Regions from separate parts of the Mus musculus genome. Here region 2 is linked to region 1. The links are chromatin contacts, called in public HiChIP or PLAC-seq maps. All regions are on one chromosome and are shown on one strand. The core of a region is the stretch at or near the end of the contact, and the rest is flanking DNA. Distances in the headings are between cores, read along the strand shown. Region 1 overlaps Brd1 (bromodomain containing 1). Region 2 holds the start of Zbed4 (zinc finger, BED type containing 4).

Evidence for each region. HiChIP or PLAC-seq counts read pairs in DNA pulled down with a chosen protein or histone mark.
Region 2: an H3K27ac HiChIP or PLAC-seq map of embryonic stem cells shows a contact between it and region 1, with 18 read pairs. The contact joins the promoter of Zbed4 here to the enhancer-like site in region 1. A contact is called at or near these places in 2 of 39 promoter capture datasets (macrophages and pre-B cells), 7 of 484 Hi-C or Micro-C datasets (the HPC-7 cell line, embryonic stem cells, large pre-B cells and 1 more), 4 of 115 datasets of contacts at active chromatin or transcription factors (all in embryonic stem cells) and 3 of 9 other capture datasets (adipose tissue, liver and pancreatic islet).

What each region holds. Positions count from the first base shown.
Region 1 is chr15:88,706,189-88,710,656 of GRCm38.p6, reverse strand. It overlaps Brd1 (bromodomain containing 1), which reads left to right. Exons shown (of 13, transcript NM_001033274.3): 7 at 3,363-3,623. Among named protein-coding and RNA genes, the nearest start is that of Gm41377, 26 kb to the left of the region's middle. Within about 2 kb of position 1,641, at least 40 of the 459 cell types and tissues checked have an H3K27ac peak or open chromatin away from gene starts, as enhancers often do. A contact at or near this core is called in embryonic stem cells, where this site is marked.
Region 2 is chr15:88,750,126-88,754,251 of GRCm38.p6, reverse strand. Zbed4 (zinc finger, BED type containing 4) reads right to left here and starts at 2,541. Exons shown (of 3, transcript NM_181412.3): 1 at 2,450-2,541.

The sequences.
Region 1 (4,468 bases), core at 392-2,891:
GAAAACATGGCAGCATCCAGACAGGCATGGTGCAGGAGGAGCTGAGAGTTCTACATCTTCATCTGAAGGCTGCTAGCAGAATATTGGCTCCCAAGCAGCTAGGAGCCCACACCCACAAGGCCATACCTCCCAAAAGTGCCACTCCCTGAGCTGAACATATAATATACAACCATTACATTCCACCCCCTGGCCCTCATAGGCTTGTCCAAACATAAGCCTATGGGAGCCATACCTACACATAGCATAATGCAAAATACATTTAGTCCGACTTCAAAAGCCCCCATAGTCTATGGCAGTCTCAACAATAATCGTCCAATAACTTAACTGTAATCCCCAAAGCAAGACAGGAAGCCAGCTGGGCTCTGCATCTCCATGTCTGATGTCTTCAGATCTTCTATTCCTTTTTCATCTTTGTTGACTGCAACAAACTTCTTTCTCCTGGGCTGGTTCTACTCCCTGGTAGCATAGCAGCTTTCCTTAGCAGATAGTCCAACTACCACTCTGGTATCTCCAAGGCAGCTTCTTGTTTTAATGTCTGGGCCTCCTCTCCAAGGTGACGTCACTTCCCCAGCTCTGCCCTCGGTAGCTCTAAGCTCAGGTTGATCCCTCCACTGCCGCTGCTGCTCTTGGTGGCCATCATCTCCAATACACTGGGGGCTTCCGCTGCAACTAGAGCCTCTCTAGGCTCTCTTCATGGTGCCAAGCCTCAACTCCTTTGCATGGCCCCTTCAGTCCTGGGCCATCATCTGCAACCGAGGCTGCACTTTGATCAGTGATCTTCCGCCTCAGCTGCTCTTCATGGCCCCTTCATGCCTCAAGGCCAGTGCCACCTGGGGGACCATTGCAGTCACCCAGCATAGCTGCAGCATGAGGTGCAACCTTGGCTGTCTCTGGAACACAGCTTCTTGGTGCTCAGAAAACACTTCCAGTGATGCTGGTTGTCGTCATGATTTATTTATTATATGAGTACACAGTTCTCTTCAGACACACCAGAAAGAGGGTATTGGGCCCCTGTTACAGATGGTCGTGAGCCACCATGTGGTTGCTGGGAATTGAACTCAGGACCTCTGGAAGAGCAGTCAGTGCTCTTAACCACAGAGCCATCTCTCCAGCCCTGCCGGTCTCTTAATCACTGCTAATGCCTTAGCTCCCGCTAACCAGCATCAGCTGTCCCAGGAGTCTTTCTCCTCGTGATTATAAAGCCAGAGACACATGGCCGAAGCTGCTTGCTGGAGCTGGAACATGGCCCCTAGTTCTATTGCGTCATCACTAGCTTCCAGCTTTCGCGCTCCTTCAAGGCCTAAGTTTGTCACGTGGGGATCTTGCTCAGAACTCTGAGATATGCAAGCCTGACTCCTGGGATTAGAGGTGTGTACCAGCACGCCCGGAATTAAGCTTTTCTTCACCTACAACTTGATCTGTCCTTGAAAGTAGAGATCTGCCTGCCTTTGCCTCCAGGAATTAAAAAGCTTGTTCTGCCCAGTATAGACCAAAACTTAACTGGGTGGGATCTTGCCCCAAGGTCACTAGTCCCTTAATTCAAACTAATGTCCTTGAACACATTCAGCTCCATTCACTTCCAGTATTCCTTTCTAACCTTGCAATGCTTATTCACATGCTCTTCCTGAGAACAAAGTCTACGATGGGCCTTTCTAAGGCTTCCTTTGTCATTGTAATTAACCTGAGCCTCCTTAGCCTCAGGCAGACTCTTCAGCCAAGGGCAAAAATAGCTACTTCTTCACCAAACTACAAAAACAAGGCTCTAGACCACATAACTGAAATTCCTCACTGAAACCTCTTGTGCTGGGTCTACACAGTTCCGATTACTCACAGCAACAAAGTGTTCCATAGTCCAGCTAGGATAGACCATGAAGCCCCACTTGAAACATTCTGTGGCCTTCCAAATCCCAAGTTCCCCAACCTACATTCTTATAAGCAAAAACACGGTCAGGCCTATTACCGCAATATCTCAGTCCCTGGTGCCACCTGTCTTAGAGTTTTTCTGCTGTGAGCAGACACCATGACCAAGGCAAGTCTTCTAAGGACAACATTTAATTGGGGCTGGCTTACAGGTTCCGAAGTTCAGTCCATTATCAAGGTGGAAACATGGCAGCATCCAGACAGGCATGGTACAGGAGGAGCTAAGAGTTCTACGTCTTCTGAAGGCTGCTAGCAGAGTACTGACTCCCAGGCAGCTAGGAGCCCACCCATGAGGCCACACCTACTCCAACAGGGCTACACCTCCTAGCATTGCCGCTCCCTAAGCAGAGCATATACAAACCGCAATACTGGCCCTGTTGAAAGAGAAGCCAACCAGCAGAGCCTGCAGGTCTAGCACTCAGGTTGAGGAGGGAGGATTACAAGTTTGAGGCCAGCCTGGACTCAGCAAGCACAAAACAGAAGAAAGGAGGCTTGAGAAGTTGAGTGGTGGTTTTTGTTGCGGTGACTGTAAGCCAGTTGGACAGTGTTTGTCGTGTCCCACTGCTAAGTTAGTGCTGTTTAGACAGGGCGCTAATGAGTCTCCTAGGCCAGCTACCAGGTCTGGGCAGGGCTCATTTATGGTAGGTGTCTCTGTTGGCCCTGCTGTTCCTTTGGTTTTATCTTCGCATAGATTAAATAATTTTTTGGCTATTTCACTAATTTAAGTCCTGCAGTCAATGTTCCTAGAGTCTGGGGAGACCTGCGGACTCTGCAGCCTAGTTTCCTTTTGGTCATGATGTATGTGCAAGAACTTGAGCTAGGATGATGTTCACAATGTATAAACAGTCCATGTGAACATATTTACACACACGCAGCGTCTGTCAGTAGTCCATCTTGCGTCTATGTTGGTGCACTCAGACATGTCTGGTGGTCTTTGTGCCTCTCACTTTTTACAGAGCAGGACTGAGTTGGGTCTTAGTCCAGGAAAAGCCATGTGTGTTACCCACATCTCCTCTGCTACGGCCACACTAGTCCTTTGTGTACTACTGACTGAAGGAGTGTCTTGTCTCTTTTTTTCCCTCTTTGTGACAACAGCCTTGTCATAGGTTCAGAATCAGGGTAGAGAGGAGTATGTATGGCACCAAATGGTGAAATTGGAACACTTGGGAGGCAGGGGCAGGCAGATCTCTGAGTTCAAGGTCAGCCTGTTACAGAATGAGTTGCAGGACAGCCTGGGTTACCCAGAGAAACACTGTCTCAAAAACAAACAAATAAAACAAAACAAACCCAAGAAGCTAAATAAACAAACAAAGATTAAATGAATTTGAAGCCTGCGCTTTGGCCGTGGGCAGGCCCAGGCACATAGTTAAGACAGATGTGTTGTTATCAGAGGCGGCCATGAATCCGAATCCTGTGGCTAATGATACGTGTTTTTGGTTCAGTGGACAGGTTGCTGGACCCAGCCAACAGGGCCCACATGAGCTTGGAGGAGCAGCTGAGAGAACTTCTGGACAAGTTGGACCTGACCTGCTCCATGAAGTCCAGCGGCTCACGGAGTAAACGGGCAAAGCTGCTTAAAAAAGAGATTGCTCTTCTCCGAAACAAGCTGAGCCAGCAGCACAGCCAGGCTCCGCCCACAGGGGCAGGCACGGGAGGCTTTGAAGATGAGGCTGCTCCACTGGCCCCGGACACAGCGGAGGAAGGTAAGCATGGGGTAGGAGGGCCATACCTCACGGGCTCGGGGCTCTCTTGACAGGCTTAAATGATGCTCTGTAGTAATGATGAGCTTGTACATTTTGAAGGTCACGGAACTCTTGGTTACTGGATATTCCTGCTAGGCTTTTTTTGATGCTCTTTGAAAGGATGTTTTGGTGTGTTCTGTCTGCTGTATTTTGGCACTTAGTTTACAAGCTTAAAGGAACAGAATGAGATTTTCTTTTAACTCGAGCTTGAAAGACTTAGAAGGAATAGTTTAGATCCAATACAGTGTTGAAGGTGGCTTCTATGGTGGGAATGGCAATAACTTAGTTGTATTTTGTTAATTGAGGCAGAGTATTATGTGAGTAGACACCCTAGAATTGTTTTTACCTTGTCTACGTAGGTCAGAGGACAGCTAGTTGGAGTTGGTTTTCCTGGCATCTTAGCACGCTTGGGGATCAAGCGCAGGTGGTTAGGCCTTGTAAGCACCTCTGCCCTTAGCTAAGCCCTCCTGCGGCTGGAGTTAGGAAAGGAGGACTGGCTAGAGAACAGCCCAGCCTTGGGCTGGGCATGGTGGGAGGAGTCTGACGTGCACAGACCTGTTCCCAGACTCTCCCTCCACCTCAGGCCTTTCCTGTGGCTCACCTTCAGTGGACACTGTCTTATTCTGGCAGCGTGAGTGACTTCTGGGGAAAGAGCTGGATAGCTGAGATGTTAGGGTGGAGAGGAAGGAAGGGAGGAAGTACAGAAGAGGCTGTCTGCCCCGTGCGATCCACGAGATGAGCAGGTCATTGTGTGGAGGGAGGGAGGCTTCTGTGTGTGGTGCATCTAACTGGCATGTTTGATGGTA
Region 2 (4,126 bases), core at 1,292-3,791, 43 kb before region 1:
TTTTACATATGTCTATTGGTATTTGGCTTGCTCGTATGCCCGTGTAAAGATGTCAGAAGCCCTGGAACTGGAGTTACAAACAGGTGTGATCTGCCATGTGATTGCTGGGAATTAAACCCAGGTCCTCTGGAAGAAAGGCCCTGCTCTTAACCAGTAAGCCATCTCTCCAGCACTGTGCTTTCTTTCAACATAAGAGTCTGCATACCTGCCTAAAAGACATGAGGCTTTCGGTTTCTATGACAAACACCATGACCAAAAAGTAACTTAGGGAAGAAAGGGTTTATTTCATCTTAACACTTCCAGGTAAGAGTCTACCATCGAGGAAGGGCAGGGCAAGAACTTGGAGGCAAGAACTGAAGCACAAGTCATGGAGGAACACTGCTTACTGGCTTGCTTTTTTTATATCATTAAGGATCAACTGCCTAGGGGTGGCATAATAGCCCCTTGGCTGGACTTGCCTACATTGATCATTAATAAAAAATAAACAAAATAAAAAATAAATAACAGAGCCGGGCGTGGTGGCGCACGCCTTTAATCCCAGCACTCGGGAGGCAGAGGCAGGCGGATTTCTGAGTTCGAGGCCAGCCTTGTCTACATAGTGAGTTCCAGGACACAAAGAACTACATACAGAGAAACCCTGTCTCAAAAACAAACAAAGAAACAAAAGATTTCCTCTTCACAGGAGCTGGAGAAATGGCTCAGAGGTTCAGAGCACTGACTGCTCTTACAGAAGACAGGGGTTCAATTCCCAGCACCCACATGACAGCTTACAATTGTCTGTAACTTCAATCTCTGATATCCCCACACAGACACAAATGCAGGCAAAATACCAACACACATAAAATATATTATTTAGAAAAAAAAAATCCCTCTTCTGGGGCTACAGAGATGGCCCCACAGTTAAGAGCACTGGCGCTCTTTCAAAGTACTTGGGTTCAACTCCCAGCACCCACATAGCAGCTCACAGCTATCTATAATTTCAGTTCCAGGAGGATCTGACATCCTCACACAGACAGACATGCAAGCAGAACACCAAAGCACACCCAATTAGTAAATAATTTTCAAAAATTATTTTGAAGAAGAAAAACGGAGTCCCTCTTCTGGGGCTAGAGAGATGGCTCCTCTTGAGATGATTAAGAACAGTTCCAGAGGGCCTGGGTTCAATTCCATTCAGTCACAGGCAGCTTACAACCGAAACTGTAACTCTAGTTATAGGGGATTCAACATTCCCTCAGAGACATACTTGTAGGTGAAACACCAATGAACATTAAAAATAAGAGATTAAAAAAAGTTCCCTCTTCCAAAATATGTCTAGGTTTGTGTAAATTGATGAAAACCTATCAGCACACTGAGACTTTGAAACTTCCTAAAGATTCAAAAAAATTTTTAACTAGATCTTCTCATGAAAATAAAAGCCACACAAAAAGTCTATATAAAAATTTATATAGAAAAAAGTTTATATAGATTACAGAAAGCATGCACCAATGTCTTCATGCACAAGCCACTCCCTCAGGGTGTAGAGCCAAACTTGTAGCTTCTCAATTCTGCTTAGCATGGAATTAATTCGTGCCTTGCAACTACGTTTATTCAGAGTACTAAAAAAAAAAAAAAAAAAAAAAAAACTCAAAACTAAAATTTCCCTGGTCTTATTAATTTTTATCACCACGATATAAAGGGGAAAATTTCTTTCTTCCTACCAAGTCACAAGAATGTACTTGCCTTGGCTGACTGGCTTTACGAAGCCAGAAGGCACAAGTGTCCTTTTAAAAACTACACTTAATCTTATCCTAATTAACTTCAAAAACAAATGACTTCCCTTTTTACAAACGCCAGAACCGCGACAGCCGCTCCTCCTGAGGCTCGGCGCTGCAGGGACTTGAAAAGACGCGCTGGAGCCTCGTGAGAACCTCCAGACGGAGAGCGAGGACCCGCAGCCATCCCGGGCAGAAGCGAGTGGGTCGCACCAAAAAGGACAAAAGGAACAAAAAATGACGGCAGGTACTGCGACCGTGAAGACGCTACGGAGCCAAAGCGTTGAGTTAAGTTTCGTTAAGCCTCCGCGGTCAGACCCAGACGCACACGCTTCAAGCTAGGCAGGCACCAAGAAGCGTGACACCGACCCGTGTCACCGCCGTGCCGCCTGCCTGCGCCCCTTCCTGGACACGCGCGCCCACCGGCACCGGCTTGGGGGACGCCACGACGTGGCGGGAGCCCGGCACCTGACGAAAGGTCCCACGGGGCGTCCCGCGGTCGCTCCCCTCCGCGGCCTGGGCCCGCCCGCGGCGCGAGGCGCAGCTGTCAGAGGCCGGGCCGGGCTGGGCCGGGCCGGGCGCAGTCTCGGGACACAGCCTCCACCCGGCCCGCCGCGCACGGACAATGGCGCGGTTCCCCAACCCCTGCGCGGCGCCGGCCGTCGAAGACGCCACTGGAGCGTCCCGCGCGCACTCACCTGAGGCGCCGGCTCCGCGCTGCGCTGCGCGGGCCCGCGGGCTGCGAACAGCGCGACGGGCGCGCCCATTCATTAGCCGCTTTGTCTGCCCCCGCCGCCCCTCCCGCCGCCCCAGCCCCGCCGCCCGCGACGCCGCCGGACGCTGCGCCCCTCCCAGGGCCCCGCGCGGGTCGGGGGCGGGGCCCGGGGCGGGGCTGTCGTGCGCAAGCGCAGTCCGTGCGCACCTGCCCCGCCTTGGGGGGGGATGCCTAGAGTACGGCTGGATGGGCCCCGGCTAGGCAAACGGGGCGGAGCTACGAAGACTACGCAGGCGCAGTTTCCCCTCGCCCCATCTCCGGAGGTCAGGTTACTCCGGCGCAGTCTCACACACACGAGGTCTGGTCGCTGGCCTCCTCCGTCAAACTACGCAAGCGCGGTCTGGCGCACCTGCCCTGTCGGGCGTTCGGTCCGAAGACTACGCAGGCGCAGTCGCCACGGCGGTTGGTTGGAATTGCTGCGCGTTTGAGAAGCGCGCGTTCTCAGTGGTTTCTTCTTAGGGCTTGGCCGTTAGGGTGGTCCTGCGCTCTCAACGGCTGGCCGCGGAGCTTCCGGGCTTGTGGTCAAGGCGGGCGCCTTCTCCGGGGGCGTTGCGCGCAACCACTTTCAGTAGCCCTTGGGTGGAGGCTAGACACAGCAGGTGCTAGCTGCTCAGGGCCTGGGGCCATGTTTGGGTAAAAGAAATAAGGAGCTGAACATTGAACGCCCCAGTTCAGATGCCTGTGCGGACCATGTAATTTCTGCAGGTGGAATTTATCCCAGAGGTCCTTCTCTGATGACACTTTAGACCACAGCTTGTTCTCTTATGCGGGAGTTCTGTCCTACGCCCATCTCCTGTTCTGCGTGTTTAGGAGTTTCCTTCTGTGATTGAGGTGGTGGTGGTGCGGTCGGGGGAGGCGTCGAGTGCTGATGTCACACCTTGCTTACCCTGATTCACCATCACTGGTCAATGGACATGGTTTGGGATTCTGTGTCTTTAAGTTCAAGGGAAGGTGGTTGGGCTGCCAGTGCACTGCTGGTGGAAGTCATCATTGGTGTGGAACCCTGAGCCTGGCTTCTGTCTTCTTCGCCTTCCATTCAGGGAAGCTGATGTTTGTGGTGGAGGTGGTGGCTCCATATGAGACTCAATGGGGAACAGCAGAAAGACCTGGGTGGAGGTCCTCAGCTAGCAGGTTCCCGTAGGGTACAGAAGTTTTTTCCCAGTAACCTTCCTCTCCTTGTTATGCCCCTCGTACCCTACACCCCAGAGGAAAGAGAACATCTGCCTTCATGAAGGATTTCCGAAGCCCCAGGAGAACTGTTGAGACATGGGTTCTTGAGCTATAGAGCTAAGGGGTAGCGCCTAGAACAAGTAAAGTAGCTAGGAGAGAGTTTGAGCTTTAGCTTAGGATGTCTCAGCCCAGCCGGAAAGTCTTGACGAGCTTCCATTTGTTTATACAGAAGCACCTGCACAAACTCTTCACCTGGAGATGGCCCCTCTGTGCTCCTAGCCCTGCACAGGCTGTGCAGGGGAAGAAGGAAAACGGGAAGTAGAAGACAATGAGGGTGCTTGCCTGGAGCGCACGGAGCAGGCTTACCCTTCTGGAACTTGAATAGTGTCAAGATGTCGAGGGGTTTTGGAGGGTTAGGAAACTGCGTGTC